Linked DNA regions of Rattus norvegicus: region 1 is linked to region 2. The links are chromatin contacts, called in public Hi-C maps. All regions are on one chromosome and are shown on one strand. The core of a region is the stretch at or near the end of the contact, and the rest is flanking DNA. Distances in the headings are between cores, read along the strand shown.

Region 1 (4,917 bases), core at 2,324-4,823, 390 kb after region 2:
AGCCACTGTCCCTCCAAACCCATTTTGGGCTCAGACTCTTACAGGGCTCTGCACAAGACTCACAGTCCAGCTCCTGGGGTCTTCATATTTGTGAAAATCTCTCCATGACTCCAAAGACCAATTTAGTGCCCACAGTAGTGACATGTCAAAGATCCAGGAAGAGCTGGACTGACATAATGCCCCTTGCTGACTGGAACCTGAAAGTCACCAGGTTTCCAAGGGGATGCGCATAACAGTTCCTTTGGTGACCTCAGTGAGTTGTTGGACATGCCTAACAGAGCACATGCTCAGAGCACACACTCAGTGTGAGCCCCTGCTATTTGTACAAAGTTTGCCCCAGAGATAATTATGGGAGAAAGGCGAGGCTGGATCTTAAATTCTTACCAGATACCCCCTTTTTTTAATGAAAACTAAAATGCAGTTTATCGTAGCACTAACCCTTTCTAGCTTCCTGAAGTTTTTAAGATGGTTCTCACGTTGTGCAAATTAACCTAAGTGCCTCTTAGAGTTGGAGTTGTCCTGTCCTGCATGGGTTAATGCTTCTGATTGGCAGGCTTGACAACCCAGTGACGAGGAGTGATACTGCATGCATACATCCCCGAATGAAGCTAGAAGAAAACCATGAACCCCACTCCAGCCCTCTGTGACTTCTGCCAACCCGGGAAAGGTTGGCCACACATCGCCATGATTTAAATATTTGATTGAATTCCGTTTTCATTCTACTGGACTCTCTGATACCGTGAATACCTGTAATGTGAACAAAGGTGTCCCTTTGATCACGCACGGGATGGATGAAGTAGACCCCATTATCTATCCTCAGCGCCTTTATGGTCCCACAGTGGGAGGTAAACACACCAAGCCTGGCACTGCCTTGCCAGTACTCACACGTGTTCAGTAAATGTCTGATGACACTGATGAACACCAACCTCTCAAGGTGGTCTCTACAACTGCCATGATAGATTGAGGGACCCTGTCAGCTAGCTGTGACAATTACTGATACCCTCATAACATGCAGACGCAGAAGTCTAGTGCTTGGTGGAAAGGTCAGGCATTAAACAAACCTGTTGCAAATGTTCAGGGGAAATGACCTCTAGCACATGACCACCTGGCTCCCTGCTCTGGGGAACAGGGTTAATTGGCATCTGGAGGGCATCAGGAAAGGACTTTGGGCCAGCTGAGGTCACAGTGGCCACATAGCACCCCTCCTCCATTCCTCTGTTAATTGACTTGCCAGAATTACCTGTTTTTCTTTTTAAAACCTCTGTAGACTCTGGCTCCAGTCCAGCCCCCTCTGCTTTAGCTGACACTACACCTCTGGGAAAAGGATTCCACCTGCGAGCCCCATTCAAGCCCCACCCACCCCTGCCCACCTGCCAGCACTTCAGTCTCTTTGTGAAACAAAGATTGGCGGGGATTTCAATATGACCAGCTGTCTTCTCAACTCCATAGGTTCTTTCTTTCTTTCTTTCTTTCTTTCCTTCAGATTTTGCAAAAGGGCTTTTCATCGCCTTCCTAGGTCCTTGGCTACCCTGGATTTACAGGCTTAAAATGTGTAATTTAATTCAGGAATTTGCAGTCTCTGAGATAATCCACTTTGTAAACTGTGCAATAAAAAGCTTGTTATCAAAGATCAGCACAGAACAGAGTAACCCACACTGCAAGCCAGGAACTGTACCTAGTAATAACATACCAACAAATATAGTAACAACATGTATATAACATATAACATAACAACACCATACCGACTATGCAACATTGTAACAAGTTGCGAGGAAGGGTTACTACGGTGGTTTCCATGCCCACTGTTCCTCTTAGGCTTGGGTATTTGAACACTTGTTCCCTATTGATGGCGCTGATTGTGGAAGTTAGGGAACATGAATACTTTTTTTAATGCAACTTCATCACTTGATTCAAATCTTCAAAATAGTCTTTATTCTACACTTTTAGTATAAAAAAATCCACACATTAAGAGCACCACAGTGTAGAGAGACATACAACGCTGAACTTCCATAACAGTCGATGGTACAGTCAAACATCGCATGTACAGAACACAAGATTTAGATGAACGGAAATCTCAGATAAAATAAAATCCAATCTTGGAAAACAAATCAATACATTAAGGATCACTGAAGTATTAATCCTAAAGCGCTCTCGCCGAACTCAAGTTATGTCATAATGAGGCGTTCATGTGACCCTACTGATCCACCTCAGGAAACTCCTGGGAGCCCAAGTGGCTGCATGCGACACTCAGGAAGTGATAGCTAGTTTTTTATCTAAAACTCCCTCAATTAGGTTTTAAAGCCAAGCTTTTGATACGCATCTTCTTCCCTGCCTGTCATTTTTTAAATTTTCCTAGGACAGTTTACACTGAGAACAGTTGGGTTCAGGCTTCTGGCACAGGGTGCATCAGAGGATCCTTATGAAAGACGAGTTAAAAAATGTCAGGTAGGACAGGCGCAGGGAGACAGGGGACTGAGTCTGACTGGCTCTCGGTCCTGCACCACTGATTCCATGGACACCGATGGGAGGGGTGGAGGACTGGGGCAGGACAAGTGGAGGCAGAGGATGGGAAGGAAAAGGCAGACAGCTAATGTGTTTCATTAACAAGTAAGATAAACCAGAGACTTAAAGGAGATTAAGTTTTGGGGCTGCTTCACCCACATTCATCTGAAGAATGGACACCTCCCTTCTTAGAATGCTTTATGGAGGGGCTGCTACCCTTACATGGTTCCTTATTAAATTTGAAAAATGCCTCAAAGTTTCGACACCAGAAAGACACCCCAAAAACATGTGTCTAAACTGCAACTTCAGGTTCATATGACTAAAGCAGTTACATTGTAAGAAGAACTGAAGGTATGTGATGTCTTCCCCAGCACAGGCGTGGCCACGGCTCCTCACCAAAGGGTGTAGCCACCCATGAAGAAGTTTCCCTTGCGCTGAGTTACAAGGAGTCATGACTGTCTCCCTGCATGACTGCAAGCTGGGCAGCATTGGGAGGGCATTCCGGAGGTGGAGGAGGAATGTCACCGGCGGTGGTACCAGCTCTAAATCTGGCACCTGCATCATACCCTCCCTCCACCAGCACTGCTAAGCCAGGTGGATAGATGGGACCAACTGGATAATGGGCCATGGGGATCGCACAGCCTAAACGCCCAACAGCCACGGACTGGGCCATAGGCAGATACAATGAGGCGCCAGGAACTGCAGCTGACTTGGTAGGGTCTGTGGCAGTCCCTGAATGAACAAAGCTTAAGACAAAGCTTAGATAGAGCTCTGAGTATGCAGGTATAGAGTGGAGTCTGAGGAAGATGTGAGGTCTGAGGAGATACTGGATTCTCAGGAGGCTGCACAGGGTAGGTAGGCTGTGTTGGATATTGACCTTTTGCTGTTCATGGTGACTCCAAGTCCACTTCCACTCGGTGTCGTGGACAGTTATTTTTCTAGACCTCTTCCTGTTCGGAGTCACTTCCGTGTCACATGACGATTGTCCACTCTGCGTCAGTCGATGCCTGAGAGCACTGCCCCAGGAAACCCCGCCCCCTCGCAGGCCCTGGAACATGGATACCTAACAGAGGAAGTACGTCACAAGGTCTTTGGAAGTCTGTAGCCTCCAGTCATGTCTAATTTGTTTGCCCAGCCTTGGGTGTGAAGGAGCCAGTTTTCTGTTCCCGCTGCCTGCTCTGACATGTTTTCACCTCCATATGGACTCCTTTGGCTCTGGCTCTGGCTCTGGCTCTGGCTCTGGCTCTGGCTCTGACTCTGGCTCTGGCTCTGGCTCTGGCTCTGGCTCTGGCTCTGGCTCTGGCTCTGGCTCTGGCTCTGGCTCCGGCTCCGGCTCCGGCTCCGGCTCCGGCTCCGGCTCTGGCTCTGGCTCCGGCTCCGGCTCTTCTCTCTTCCTGTGTCGCTGTGTCTGTTTGTCTCTCTGACTCTCTATATCTTTGACTCTGTGTCTGTCTCTGTGTCTATTTCTCTCCTCTCTCTCTCTCCCTCTCTCTCTCACCCTCTCACCTCACACACACACACACATGTGCACACACACATGTGCACACACACACGTGCACACACACACATATGCATGCATGTGCACGCTCACACACACATTGACACCGACTACATATTGACTACACACAATAATTACACTCATTGCAGACGTTTGAAAGGCGATGACAAAGACTCAGTGCAAACTTGCCATCATCAACATTCCAGATGCATCTAGACCACAAAAGCTGAGATCCTCCTGAAAAAGCAGTTTGGTACTCGGCTCTCTGTTTAAACTTAGTGTTGCCCTATGAATATTTCCCTATGCCTTAAAATAGCTCCCAGAGCATGCATTTCACAGTATAGCTACAGCAGAAAGGCTAGAAGCTAAATCCCCCCGAAAGGCCTTTCCCCATCTGGTTGAGATTGTCGGAGGTGTGAATCTGCAGTGTGCTTCAGTCCTGTGATGGAGACGCCTGACAGCCAGGAAGCCCTCTGAACCCCAGCTGAGGGTGAATTCCTCACACTTCACAATATAAAGAACTGAGTCCTGTTTAGTGTGGAAGAGAGGCCTTTTGTCTTCAGAGTATACACAGGCCCTGGTGGATTTTCCTCTTACAGAAACAGAGGTCGGATTTACATATCCAGAGCCTTATAGAATGTAGTTGCTAGGCTCTGCAAGGACCCATGAGGCAGTGGGGGGACTTGAGGTGTCCAGATTCAAGATCCACAAGGTTAAGGTGAAAACGCTGAGTTTCGTTGACACCCCTCCCACCGAGAATTCACTCCAGAGGGCAAGTGGTCTGATGGTGCTGCAGCGAGAACATTTCCTTGTCAACTGCAGCAAATCCAAGCCCACTTCTCCCACCCCAACCCTGTGAGCTTTGGCTCCAGACACCCTGTGAGCTTTGGCTGGGGAGTGACAAGCCTTTTCAACTA
Region 2 (4,943 bases), core at 2,245-4,744:
CCAGCTTTTTAAAGGTAAAGTCCATGTGTTGAGACACATCAGCCCATGGTCTGACACATTAGCACACAGTAACCCTGGAAGCTCTACTTCGACTTACACAGTTTGCATGCAGCACAGTGAAGCAAGCGGAAGGGTTGGCTGCACCACAGGAAGCTGCAGGTACATTCTGACTCCTTTTGCTCACACCATGACCTTGTCCTACCTAGGGAAAGTGGGAACTTTCACCTTACAGGGCTCTTGTGAAAAAAACGACATCAGGCAGCAAAAATCCCAAACAGATGGCCACCCAGTGGTTGCTGCCATTAACGTCCCTGAGGATCTCAGTGGGCCCTTTTGCCCTTCCTTTGGTTGTGTTCTACTTATTCAATTTGCCTAGCAGGAAAGTGACCTTGGCCACTCAGAAATGAAGAGCTGATGGCCTTGGGGAACTTGGAGAGGAAACAGAAATCTGAGGTTTGAGACCCTCCCAGAGCCTCCATTCAAGAGGAATGGCCTTCCTGCTTGGGCTGCAGGAACTTGAGACACCATAGCAACATTTGTATGTGGGCCTTATGGGGGGCTCTGGGGTATTTTTCAGATCTGCCTCAGGTTAGAATGTCTCACTGAGACTCTTGTAGACCTGACTCAGGAGCAAGGATGCAGGAAGAGAAACTGGTTCCTGTAGGAAACTGGTCCCTGTAGCTGGCATCCATTGGCATCTCTATCTTCAGCACCATAGGCATCTAACCTTCACTTCCCTCCTCGAGGCTCCTTCTCTCCATGTAGCTGGCAACTACAAGTCTTATTTCATCATTCTCTTCTTTGGGTCAACCTTCACCCACCTCAGCCTCATCAGCACCCATTACTATGATCGTTCACTGTTCACTTGGCCTAGCTCATGGCCCAAGCAGCCCTCCTCCACATAGTGATTGCAAATGTCCCAAATGCCACATTCAACACAACATACACCCTCTGCACCCTCCCTCCACACTCTGCTTCCCCCACTCCAGCCCCGGGTTTTCCTTCACCAGGTTCACCAATGTCCATGCTCACTGATTTAGCCTGTGACTCCCTCACCCTCTAGGATCCAGGGCAGAAGCCAAGGTCTCAGCCCTGGACTTTTCACCCCACTGTAAACATGATTAGTCTCATGGGACTGTGCCAAGCTTCCAACTATATAAACACATAGAAGGCCAACAAGTTATTAACTGAATACTCTGCCCTTCGCTCTGCAAATAGTACATCAAAAAAACAAACCATTCAAAAGATAAAACTAAAAAGTCCACCAGAGTTCTAATGTCCCAAATGCCACATTGGGTCACCTGGTCATCTTTGTTCGCCTCTTGCTTTAATTCATCTTTTCTCCCCAGACACGAGGATGAATTCAGGACCTCAAGGCTTGGAACTACACCTCAACCCCTCCATCTACTCTTTATTTTTGAGATAGAATTACACAAAGTAGACTGGCTTTGAACTCCTTGTGATCCTCCTGCCTTAGCCTCTCACTTAGCTGGGGTTGTAGACCTGTGCCACCAGATCTAGCTTCTGTATTCAGAATCATGGATTGTGTGGCCACGTCCCTCCTTCCTCCAGCTGCCCCCACTGCTCCCTCTGTGTTCTCCACCAGTCTAAGTAAGTCAAGTCCCCTGTGCTTAATGCACCAAGAGTACCTCTCTCCTTCACTGTGCCAAGAGACTTGGTAGCAGGTTGGTGATTAACTCTCTTTTCTGTTTGAATGGTGGTTGAGTTGTGTTTACCTTTTATCCTGCTGCAGGACCAAGCAAGCCCAAATCTGCCATTATCCATTATGTGTAAGAGAGGACTCAAATGTCCTGAGGGACTCTAGTAAGGAGATCTGGCCAAACAATGACAGAATTCGCATCAGAACTCATTGCAACCTAGATTCAAACATTTGATTGTACAAGCTATTAAGCAAATAGACTACTTGATGGGGTACATTGTGAATCAGGATGTGAATTTCAATTCCTTCAGACTGTGTATAGTGTACAGTGTATTCAGTGTATAGAAGACAGTATCTGTAGCCTTATATACTATCCTGTAAGTTTACAACAAGAAGAACAACAATAAAACTAGTGAACAAAAATAATCCTATTGGGGTTGGGGATTTAGCTCGGTGGTAGAGCACTTGTCTAGCAAGCGCAAGGCCCTGGGTTCGGTCCCCAGCTCCAAAAGAAAAAAGAAAAAAAATCCTTTTGGCTGAGGGTTCTGAGTACTGAGTCTCCCTCTTTTCGGTATAGGTGACAAAGGTGTCTACATATTATTAACAATTTGTCCACTGTCAATCCATTAATATGGGTCAATGGGCCCTCCTTACTGTGGCACCCTGCATAATCACAGACAACAGAAAATCCACAGTGTTTGCATATGTCTGGAGTCCTGTTGTCCTGCTGGGCCCAGCCCAGCCCCACTGCTCCTGGATACACTACCTGGGGGAAGTTATCAAATCTCTCCAGACCTGAGTTTTCCTTCCCTCTGAAAATATGGAATGTACTGCTCACCTTTAAGACGAGGTTATCACACATAATAATCCATGAGAAATGATTAACATCTCACCAGCACTCCTCCTCCTCCTCACCTCCTCCTCCTCTTCCTCCTCATTTTAATTCTTTTGTCTCCCTGCCCCTCTTGTTGTCTCCTTCCCCACCAGCCACATCCTGGTTTTGTCTTGTCTCCTAGTCTCTTCCCATCTCCTTCCCCCTTCCCCTTCCTTTCTAATAATTGTTGTTATGATAATCCTACCTACTTCTCAGCCAAAGTAAAACAGCACCATGTTGCATGAATCAAGAAGATGGGTTGTACTTCATATCAACTCACAGTGTGAGTTTCCCAAGGTTTATAATGTTCTTGACCCGTTCTCATTTGCCGCATCCTTCTAAATTATGAGCATCAGAGCTAAAGCATCTAAATGGATTCTGTCCAAACCAGCAAAGGCAAAATTATGACCAACTTGCCCGAGGGATACACTAGGGCTTCTTTTAGAGGAGTCCTAAATAGCAAGTTCTGGGGTCACAAGAACACTTGTTGATTCGGACTGCGCTTGTGAGAAACCTGTGCAACACGAGTATCTCAAAAACGGAGCCGAGGGCAAGGTTGCTAGGGTCAGGTTGTGCTAGCAAACTTGGACCTCCACCCAAGAGCAAAGTTCAAATGCAGCTCCTAGGGTAAATATTTGCTATTACCTCCATCTTGCTTTGTTTATCTTAAGGTCACGTAGCCTTTCACTTTCCCATCTGACTGGCATCCAGAGGTCATGGTGACCACACAGCTGGGCAGATGTTAGGAATCTGGGCTAAGCTGCTTTAGTGAGAATGTCAGAGTGGATTCCTTGTGGAATACTGTGTGGGAGAGGTGAACAGAGCTCTCTGGGGACTCAGGCCTTTCCCACCCATCCCTGGGAGCTCGACAATGAAGCTATGTTTGTCTTAGAGCACTGTGGCACTGAGTATCCAAAGGTGACAGCACTGACCACCCAACACAGCAGACACTCGAGCTCTTTGGCCAGTAACTTTTCAGAGTCAGCGCAAACACTGGAAAAGCATTTCGTAATGTTTCTGGCTGGGATGAAGATGTAGCCTTGACCCCATCCACCATGTGTTTTAAATCCCTGTATTTATTGATGCCAGCTCCGAGTGTTGCCTTGTGCTCTATGGGAGGAACCTTGGCCCTTAACACCATTAGTAATCGTCCTAGCAGGGCCATGGGTTCCCTTTAAGGTGACGGTAAATCTCTGCTTGGGAGTTTAGCTCTCTCTAGAGCAGGCGTCTAAGAAACACAGACATACAAGCAGAAGGGGAGGAAGGCGCCCAAGGGAGAGCCTAGATAACTAGTCCTCCTCCTTTTTTTAAAAGTATTTTTGCTGTTACTGCTTTTACAAAATTACATATGTGAGTATCACACATTACACTCCTCATCCCATCTCCCTGTCCACACTCACCGCCGCTCGCAAACCTCTCACTCATGTTCATATCTATTTGGTTTCGTGACCCACCAAGACTAACCTGAACCATCTGTGGGACTGTGAGTTTTGAGCTCTCTGTTGGAGTCCAGTCAGCTTAGCAGCAGATCTACAATGATTTCTCCCTCTCCAAGAATCTATAGACATAGTTTCAAGTTTCATGAGCCTCCCCCTCTCCTTGGCTGACTTGTATAGGCGAGACTTGATGGGGCAGTCTTGCATGGGCCCAGTGTAGGCAACTACAGTTAATTGAGTTAAGGAATACAGTAGTTGTACCGGCCTACTGTTGAACTCTTATGTTCCTAACCCTCTTCCACAGTGTCCCCTGTCTTAGAAGGGGTGGTATAGGTGACTTGTTTAGGGCCTACGGATACTCCATATTTTCTGCACCTTGGGAAGCCATGAGCTCCTGCAATCAGCTCTGTTCAGAGTAAGAAGAGGTTGCACTAATGAAGTCTGGGACAGCTTTCACTGAGAACCCTGAGCTTGGGGCTTTAGAAGGCAGTTTTCTGCTATGTCACTTTAGTTGGCTGACCAAAAACAAAACAAAAAACAAACAAACAAAAAAAAAAAACCACACTCCCTCTACTGCTCATCATTTCTAAATTTCTAACTGGATCTGTGTTCCCATTAAACCACCTCTCTCTTGGCTTCTCTCTTGCATCTTTCCACACTCAACAGATTTGTCTATGTGTGTGTTTGCTTGAATTTATGTGCACCATGTGCGTGCTGATGTTTACAGAAACCACAAGAGGACCTTAGTTCCTCTGGAACTAGAGTTACTTGTGAGGCACCTAATGTGGGTGCTGGTAACCAAACCCAGGGTCCTCTGCAAGAGCACTATGTGCTTTTTTTTTTTTTGGTTCTTTTTTTCGGAGCTGGGGACCGAACCCAGGGCCTTGCGCTTCCTAGGCAAGCGCTCTACCACTGAGCTAAATCCCCAACCCGCAGTATGTGCTTTTAACCACCGAGTCACCTCTCCAGACTC

Evidence for each region. Hi-C and Micro-C count contacts between places; a contact is called where the count stands out from the background.
Region 1: a contact with region 2 is called in a Hi-C map of liver, with 5 times the contacts expected there. The contact joins two enhancer-like sites. A contact is called at or near these places in 3 of 12 Hi-C or Micro-C datasets (kidney and liver).

The regions. Positions count from the first base shown.
Region 1 is chr4:152,574,923-152,579,839 of GRCr8, forward strand. LOC134486837 (DAZ-associated protein 2-like) reads right to left here. Exons shown (of 3, transcript XM_063286975.1): 3 at 1,910-4,917. The coding sequence starts at 3,559. The coding sequence ends at 2,942. Among named protein-coding and RNA genes, the nearest start is that of Zfp637, 100 kb to the right of the region's middle. Within about 2 kb of position 3,574, at least 3 of the 93 cell types and tissues checked have an H3K27ac peak or open chromatin away from gene starts, as enhancers often do. A contact at or near this core is called in liver, where this site is marked.
Region 2 is chr4:152,185,502-152,190,444 of GRCr8, forward strand. All of the region lies in intron 3 of LOC102548743 (a long non-coding RNA gene), which reads left to right. Among named protein-coding and RNA genes, the nearest start is that of Cxcl12, 130 kb to the left of the region's middle. Within about 2 kb of position 3,495, at least 5 of the 93 cell types and tissues checked have an H3K27ac peak or open chromatin away from gene starts, as enhancers often do. A contact at or near this core is called in liver, where this site is marked.